Linked DNA regions of Lactuca sativa: region 2 is linked to region 1. The links are chromatin contacts, called in public Hi-C maps. All regions are on one chromosome and are shown on one strand. Each heading gives the region's core, a stretch centred on a gene start, on an enhancer-like site or on the middle of the called end of the contact. The rest is flanking DNA. Distances are from core to core; before and after follow the strand shown.

What was found. A called contact is a pair of places that touch in the nucleus more often than the background predicts.
Region 2: a contact with region 1 is called in a Hi-C map of leaf, with 6 times the contacts expected there. The contact joins the promoter of LOC111889062 here to the promoter of LOC111889065 in region 1. A contact is called at or near these places in 2 of 4 Hi-C or Micro-C datasets (both in leaf).

Annotation. Positions count from the first base shown.
Region 1 is chr4:167,863,926-167,869,118 of Lsat_Salinas_v11, reverse strand. LOC111889065 (putative hydrolase C777.06c) reads right to left here and starts at 1,623. Exons shown (of 12, transcript XM_023885200.3): 1 at 1,377-1,623; 2 at 893-1,011; 3 at 666-778; 4 at 194-235; 5 at 63-118. The coding sequence starts at 1,563. LOC111889063 (thioredoxin-like protein YLS8) reads right to left here and starts at 3,107. Exons shown (of 2, transcript XM_023885199.3): 1 at 2,909-3,107; 2 at 2,238-2,673. The coding sequence starts at 3,028. The coding sequence ends at 2,365.
Region 2 is chr4:168,266,355-168,270,811 of Lsat_Salinas_v11, reverse strand. It overlaps LOC111889062 (protein indeterminate-domain 7), which reads right to left and starts at 1,790. Exons shown (of 3, transcript XM_023885198.2): 1 at 1,109-1,790; 2 at 380-779. The coding sequence starts at 1,322.

The DNA of each region.
Region 1 (5,193 bases), core at 374-2,873:
GAATAATTGAGTAATTGTTACTATTATGATTGAAATGAAATGGGAAATTAAAGACTAGAGACCTCCAATTGCATCAGCATGAGAATGAGTAATAATAACAGCATCTAGTGATCTTATTCTGACAAAATAAACACAGGGTTTGTTATTTTTGTGGTAGAAATATATAAGAGAAAATGAGAAAAATAAATCTTACCCATAAGTAGGGAACCATCGAAGAGCACTTTGGTAGAAAAATCTGTGAGATGAAAAATAAAAATTATTATTTGATTCTCCCAGTGATTGATACTTCCAATGATTTTGATTATTTAGGGTCTAAATAATCACATTTGAAGAAACATGAAATAAAACTGATTATTCAAATAATTATATAAAATTACTATCGATCCCTAACTTTTAGAACCTAGTTAACTGATATCTGATTTTGATTCATTATGAATCAGACCAAAAACAATCAAGTTAAATGTGTGTTTATGCAACAAAGTTTTGCCAATTTTCCAATCTATACAACAAACTGATCTTTTATACAAAATATGCAACTACATTTCATTTTAGGACCAAAGATTCGATATTTTACCTATAACTTGATTGAAATTTTTTTTTCTTTTTTCAAATTATCTGAAAAGAGCATATAGATGAAATCAGTGATGAAAGCATGTTTTACATACTTGCCAGCATCTATAAGAATGTTAGATATGCCAGAGGGTTTAGGATAACGAATAAGGAGGCTTGTATTGAGTCTCTTATTCTTATTTCCACGTACTACAGCTTTTGAGCAAACCTGAAAAAAGCCATTGAGATATGCACATTGGAAAGAAAAGCTACAAAAACACATCTACAAGCTTCAAATATTTGCTTGTTGTTACAAAATGAGTTGACTCAGTTTGATGGTTACCGGGCATTTCTTTAAGGGGTGAGTAAGGCAGCTCACTCGTGGGACTCCTTCACTGGTTCCTGTCCCCATGAATATGATTTCTGGTTGCTCAAGAGTTATCTTCTCTCCTTTCTGTACACCTGCAATAATTTGAATAGTTTTAGGTCCTACTACTCAAAACAAAACCCTAGCGTAGGTTTTAGAGAGATGAATTACAAGATGAAACTGGAAAACAAGTTCAAATGATATTAAAATTGAAGTTCTAAAGCATCCCATCCATGATTCTTTTCGAATTTATGGCATCTCAATTCCATCGTCATCCGCTATATATAGATATAATAACATTTCACACATATATACACGTAAACATTATATTGGTAGAAATCATTTCAAGTTTTTAATCTAACCAATGGTGAAAAGCGAGAAATCAAACACATGTAACCAATTCGGGGATCACTACAAGTAAATGGAAATCAACGGAAACGAAAGCTTATCAATATCTTACTTGAATTCGACTGCAGGGAAGCATCTGAATAAATGCGATTAGATTGAAGACGAGAGCGAGAGCTCCCATAGCTGTAAACTGGAATTGAGGAACGTTTAGTGTTTGAGGAAGATAGATGTCGGGTCAAACGAGCGAAACGGGTCAGAGAAGAAGGAGAAGGACGAACTGCTCCTTGCATTAAGATCATTGGGACCCGAAAACGCTCTTGTTCTGTAGATCGTAGAACCCTTTGCCCAAGAAAAACCTTCGGTTATTACTAAAAGGTCAAAGATATTTTCTGTTTATGCAAATTTTCAGTTTCACCCCTGAGCTTATGTAAAAGCTCCAAATCCAAGCCTTATTATGGATACTACTAGTGTTGAAACTTGAAACAGAGATGGATGATTTGAATTTTGAACACGTTAAAATCCTATAAAGAAAGATTTCCTTAGAAATTGCATTGGATGTTGGTGTAGTAAACATTATTTTAAAAACTGTTACTAAAATAATTTTATCTAATAATTTTCCATTTCATCAATTTAAAGGGTATTTGTTTCACCTCTTAATGGTTCCATTAAAAAGTTGGCTTTGAATCAAGCAGATTCACAGAGCGTTTGATTGGGTTTTTATCCGCCTCTAAATGGGACGTGATTATAGATGAATAAGCAAACAATTTGTTTTTCTACAAGTATCAATACTGAGTACTGAACTATTTATTGTCATTCACAATATACTATTTTACACAAAATACCATTAAAATAAAAGTATTTTATAAACACAAAGTTACCTTTTGATAGTAATTTTTTTTAGAACCAATAACGTTTTGTAAAAAAGAAAATAACCCATCACCCACACAAATCATAATCATCCCAACAACATAAATTAAGCAACTAGATATACAAATTTATTAGACTTCAAACATAATTTCAAATAAGTTCACAACCACATGAAATCAACCAGTTTAAACTTTAATGTTATCCATACAAACATGGTTAAAATCATCACCACTCTAGTAACGATACTTGGTGGAGTAATCTTTAGGAGCAATCACCAAACCGCGTCCCTTCCTAGCCCCACGATACACAGTTTCAACAATGTCTATGAACTCTTGCTTGTCTTTCATGGCCCAATTGATCTTATTGTTGTTACCAGTTCCAAGATCAATCATAATATGCTTGTTCCTGAAGAAGAACATCACAGTAGATGGATCGTATAGCTCATACATTGTATTGAAGTCAGGTACCTCAGTGATGTCCACCAAGTAGATCACAGCAAAGTTCTTTATTGTCTCTGCAACTGAAGCAAGCACTTCATCCATCTACAGATCCCACAACAAGATGATTCAGTATTATATACAGATTGAGTAAATATTAACCTAAGTGACAAATATCCCCAATTTCAAAATTTGGAACTTGGGATATTGAAATTTATATGTAACCAGTTAAAATTTCGATTGAATTGAATCGTAATCCGATGGAATGATAGGAAGATGTAATAAACAGAGAAAACAGTATTTGAATTAGCGATAGAGATAGGTGAAACTAGGGTTTTACCTGCATACAAGTTTCGTCCCAATCATGGCCGAACCGAATAACCACGAGACGTTCTTCCTCGGCGAGGATCGCCTGATCGACGGCCCAGCCGGAATGCAAGTGCGGTAGCAAGTACGACATCTCTGTCTCCCTCTTTCTTTTTCTCTCGAGAAGCGACGGCGAGTATCAAAGAAGGCCGATGTATATAGAAGCTCACACGCGGTCTTTATTATTCCGTTGAGATAAGTTATAAAATAGTCCTTCAACTATATATATTTATAGTTGATATCACTAACTTTTAAACTTTTCGTTGGTTTTGCTAAATGAAAAGTTATTAAATGTTTTATTTTTTTATTATTATTTTTAACGGCAAATTTAATTTAATCTTCAACTAATTTTGAATTCCACGTATGTCTCAAACAAGATTTGAACCATCAACCTCAAGAATAAAGGCAACACTTAGGGTGTGTTTGGCCCGGAGCTTTTAAAAACATTTGAGAGCTTCTAGCTTTTAACTTTTGACAAAACGCTATAGTTTAAACAAAAAGTTTCGTTTGGCAGTACGAACGTTTAACTTTTAGTTTAAACAAAACGCTACAAATCTAAAAGTTAATTCATGTAGCGTTTAACAAAACGCTACTGAGTTTTTGAAATCAATTTTCATAATTACCTTTAAAAATATATTTATATATTTATTTATTTTTAATCAATTGTCCTTTTATGTAATTTTATATATTTCAAAAGCTACCAGCTACTTTTACCAAACACTCATTAAACAATTAAAAGTTACAGCTACCCGCTACACGCTACCAGCTACCCGCTTTCAGCTAACAACTATTTTTGCCAAACACGCCTTTAATATCATTGGGCTACAAGCTCTTTAGTATTAAATATTATATTTACTAGAGAATAACAACAAAGAATCTCATTAAAATGGGATAGGGAGAGATATTGGATAGAGTTTAAAAACCATGCATCTATAAGGGTCAGAGCGACTATGTTATATAGATGACATCCGACATGTGTCAAACGATAACTTGTAAGGAGGCAAACAAAAGGAAAGTAAGTCAAATTTAGTTTCACCAACCAACCTTAATGTGATGGATGACATCTACCTCTATACTTTCCCTTATGGATCACAGAACTCAAACACTTGAAGCTCTCCTTTATATGGGTGACAATTTGGTCGGATTCAGGTTGGCGGGTTGGTTGGTCAAAATACATCAACCCAACCCAACCCACATAACTTGTTTAATTATACAAGTTTGCGGTTAGGTTTCACCAACAGTGGTGGTTTAGGGATAAAGTGATGAGCGGTGGTGGGCCGGTGGAGCACTATGTGTACCAGTAGCTTGCGGCTTTGTGTTAGTGGGTAGGTGGTTTGTGATGACGAAGGAAGGCGGTACTGGTGGGTGGGAGGAGGTAAGGTAGTAAGGTAAGGGCGAGGAGTAGTATGCGGCCTTTTGAGTAACAATGAGTCAAGGATTGGGTTTGATTTAGTACGGCAAACCGCATTCGTAAGTCATAATTCATAAATAAATATTAATCTTTTTTTTAAATATAATATATATTGACGGGTTGACACATGAACTCAAACACATAACACAACCAACCTATGAAATAAGCAGGTTGACGGGTCTAAAATCTCAACCCAAACCTGTTTATATTTGTATTAGGTTACAAGTCGAGAATTATAATCCCTACAGTCCTTTCGCATCACTATTTAAATTACACCAAGGATACTCCATTTTAACAGTGTTGATCCGCGGTGTTTTCTCTTCTAATGCTGACTCAGCGAGTCCGGATACCCGACTCGTCGAGTCCCTTCATTAAACAGGTCACCAAGTCGCGATCCTACTCGACGAGTTGAGGCATCAACTCACCGAGTCTCTTCATATCCCATAATAAAATACTCAAATTTCCATGCCTGGATATCCGGATGTTACAATTCTCCTCCACTTGAATTAGATTTCGCCCTTGAAATCACTCTTTAACCACTTATAGATTGAAATTATCAACCCGAAAGGCACTACTGAAATGATCTTCATACTACACCGATATCTTTCTCTATGGACACACGAAACCACATAAAACTTCCAAAACCCAAAATTTAAACCAACTTTTTCATCGCTAAGATACTCTTTCCCAATACCCAAAAACTCTAGTGGCTTGGCCCGCCGCCCAACCGCCTACTCGAGCGATCACCATGATATTCGCTCCTCGAATATCAACCATGTTTACTCACTGGCTCTCTGATTCTCATAAGACCACATCCAACAACCGGCTATCGCTCCTCCAAACCGATC
Region 2 (4,457 bases), core at 541-3,040, 400 kb before region 1:
AGGACAATAAATATACCATGAACAACAACAATCCAAACACAAAAAAACAAAAACTTTGCAGAAAAAAGAAAAAAACCCATCTCGCTATTAGTTGTTAATCCAAGAAACACAGACACCCACAAAAAAGTTTATAGAAAAATGTACTTTTTAATCACAGATAACAGCTAAAGAATCAATACTGTCAATGAATATGAAAAGGGACTTCATTTATTATGGGGTTTTAGAATTTAGGGTTCTTTAATGTCTTTCTTTAAATATCGCACATGGTTCATGCAAAACGCTCAATCGACAAACTTTATATCCTTTTTGTGTTGGGATTTGTCATGATTTTTTAGGGTTATTTAATGTTGAATTGTGATCATAAATGGAAGAATTTTACCTAGAAAAAAGGGTACCACAGTCGCATCTGTACTCTCTGGTGCCACAAGTCTTGGAATGAGCTTTCCAATCGGATTGAACTGCGTACCTCTTTGAACATTTATCACATTTCCACTTCTTTTCACCATGTTTTCTGCTAAAGTGTTTCTTGATCCCAGTCAAATCGCCTAGAGCCCTAGATGGTTCATGGTGCACACAATTCACTTCTGGACACACATACACTTTCTTCCTCACAACTTCATTCTTGTTCCTCTGCTTCAACTTCCATGGCAGATTGTGTCCTCTTCTGTGAAGTTGTAGATTCTGATCTCTTTGAAACCCTTTGTTACATATCTCGCACACAAATCGATTCGTCGCCATTAATGTCTTCGGTGATAAAGATATCACTTCTGCTTCTGGATCTACAACATGAAATAACATATATAATCGATATCATACATTCCCGTTCCTGATTTTCTTAATTGTTGTAAAAAAAATCAAATGAGTTTCATTAATTTTGAAGTAATTAACTATTGAAACCCACAATTTATTTATGAGAGTCATTGAAAAAGATTAAAGATTTAAGAGATTTTGAACCAAGGTCAACTGATAGTCCCTCGTTGACTACATCACTGTTACCAAACTTGTACCTTTCCTTTCAAATTAATGGAAATTTTGAAAAGCAACCATTTTTTTTTATGAAAATGGAGAAACTCATGAAAATTTGTTTAAGATTTAAGAGATATTGAACCTGGGTTGCCTGGAAGACTTCTTTTTTTCTTGAGTAGTGGTTGACTTTGACTTGGAGGTGGATGTGCAAAGTACTGCTGTTGATTTGGATGATAATTGCTTCCATTTTCTTGACCTTTATTCTCTGAACAAGAATTAACAGTATTTGCATAAAGATCACTCGATGCAGAACTCAAATTATCTTCCAAAATCACCTTCTGCTGTTTCATCATCATCTTGTCTCTCACTCACTCTCTCTTTCTCTCTCTCTCTAGGTGTCGATATGTGTAAGTGTATTTATATATATAATATGAGTGTATCTATGTATGTTGCATCATCATGAAAACTTAAAAGGCAAAGATGAAGAAGACAAAAGAAGAATTAAACTTGGAAAGAAGCTAATAAAGAAGAAGTGGAATCAAGAAAAAGGTTAGTTTTTGTTTGAACTATAGTTTACTTCTTGAAATCTCAACTGCTCCATATGGTGTTTTCTTTAATTTGGCATTAACCCAACAGACAATGTTTGGGTTTCTGGAAGAAACTGAAGCAGACCTTCTAAGTATTATATCATCAGTTCATGCTTTGTTGCTCAATCACACACACAAACACAAACTGGTGTGTGCGTTCTTGATTATTGGTAGAGATAGAAAGAGAGAGGTGTGGATGAAAAAAAGAAGAGCCGGAGCTAAAAAGATGAGTGTGTAAGAGAGAGAGAAGAAGAAGGGAGGGGTGGGGGTGGGGGTTGGGGGGGGGGGGGGGGGGTTAGGGTTGATGTGTGACTTAGGGTACTATTGCTTTCTGTCTTTTTCTCTCTTCTGTTTCCCAATCTCTCTTTTCTTTTTTCTTTTTGCATATTACTGTAGTAATTATATCTTTTGAGAATAAAAGTTTCAAGTTTTTCTTGCCAAGTACTTTACCCATATTCTTCACATCTTTTCCTTTCATTTACTATATATTTAATGTTTTAGATGTTTAGTTTATATAATTACCAAAGGTTTTAAATTACGGTAAGTCAGGACTCTAAGGTTTATATTTGCTATCAAGATTTAACAAAATGTGGTATATATAAAAATAAGTAATAATAGAATATACATATATATTAATTATATATAAAATTATCGCATTAAGTCACGCTTCACAAACGAATTTGTTGATAAGGCTCGAAAAAGCTTAAGGCTTTGCATTGTCGTTAACTCACTCCTAACGTTATTTACAACCTTGTAATTACCGTATAATTAATTAAATACCATAGTTTTATAAGTTAGTATAGTGGGTTTTATATTAGGGAAAATGACACAAAATCAACTAATATTATATGTATTCTTTTAATTTTTCGTCGTAACTTTAAAATTTTGCACTAAGGCCATTGCTGTTACGGAATTTTGTCAATTATGATTACTTGTCGGTCGGTTATATCTGGTAAATGAAACTCTATTACGTGGATTCTTTCATTTAAAGCCTCCAATTACATGGAGGGAAAGATTAGAGAGGGGTTTAATCGTAAGTATTGGGCTAAATTAGGTTTTCTACAAATGTTGGTGCTAATCAAAAAAGGTTCATCTTCATTACCAACGTTTACAATCGTTTCTAATTATCGACATTGTGTCATTTTTGTCAACATATGTCATTCATTATGATCCATTTATCTCGATTAATAATTAACTAGTCAAAATGTACGAATAGTTGAAGGTATGGAAATGGATAGTTCATACCATAATGACATGGAAAATAATGAAGCTTATTTTGAAGTGTGAGATTGATGAAAATATCATGCCATCTGGCAATATCATTTTTATATGAAATTTGTGATTTCAAAATACATTGTAATGTAGAAGGAAACCACATACCCAAAACCTATATGATTATGGGAAATGACTATATTGCATTCAAAACAAATTTAGAAAGAAGTTATTATACTTGAAGGTTTTGGAAATCTCAAGCATCCTTTTTACACATGCATGTGTTGTTATCAATTACCTAAACTAAGACCCAAGGATTATATGGGCAATTGGTTTTATAAGAAAATACTTACAAAAGATGGGATAGTGGGTATAAGTTTGTGTAAAGCCTTCAGAAGGGTTTTGATTTAGATTAGTTGTAAATAATATGTTGAGGGAAAATGGATATTTTTTTATATCTATTTGGGTCATTTTAATCCTCATGTTTTCTTTATTTGATTACCTGTTTTGTAAGTTGGGTGTTGTAAACAATGTGTTTGGTAATATTACTAAAACAATGAAGTCCACCTACTATTATGTATCGTTGTTATGTTGTTAATTTAGGTCAATGTTTATATATACTTTGATATTCATTTTAATTAAGTGTGGTTGCATTAATTTAGTATTACACTTTAGTTTATAATCAAATGTGGTTTTCATTACATTATAGTAACTAGGTGTGAAACCCGTATTTTATACGGGTTTGATAAAACAAAAATTAAATATTAAAGTTTAAACAAAAATTTATTTAACTTTGAAGTTTTAGATTTAAAATTTAAAAGGAAACATATTAAATAATACATGAGTATTAATATTGTAAGTTATTGATTATTTTCAATTATGACAATTATTAATTGAGGTTTAAATATGATATGTTTATTAAGAAAATATAAAAATATAAGAAAATGACAAATGAAAAAAAAACATTTAATCAAAAATACCAAAAAATGATATGTGTCCAAATTAATAAGAGAGTGACATGTGGCAAAATTAATTTCATTTATTAGAAAGGATATGTGGTTCAAATAACCTACCATTTCCATTCATATTACTAAAAAAAATATTGTCATTTTCATTATTATTAACAAATGAAACTTTCATTTTACATTTATGAATTCCATCATATTCTCATGTTTAATTCAAGATTTGCTAAGAAATTGAATTCCTAAATAAGATCATGTTTAATTCAAGATTTGCTAAGGAATTGAATTCCTAAATGAGATGCACTTTCCAGCAAAGTCCATTCTATAAAAAAAAGTATGGAATTAAATTTTTTTTTTTATGAGGAAAAGTTCAAGATTACCATAATATCATTTTTTATACCATCATCATCTTCACCGCCACCATTTGTCACTATCGCTGCTACCACTACCATCACCATAGCCACCATCTTCACCTCCACAACCACCATCATTACCTCTACTACAACCCATCATTACGGTCGCCACCTCCACTATCATCCTTGTTAGGGTTGTTCACTATTTGGATAAAAACAAATTGTTCAGTTAGACAATTTGAATTTAATTTTTTGGTTCGAATATTCGGGCTTTTGGATTGATTTTAAACAAAACTGAATAATTATTTTGGATTAGTTTTGGTTTATAAAATAAAACCGAATAATAAAAAAAAGTCAAATAAAAATTTATTATTTAT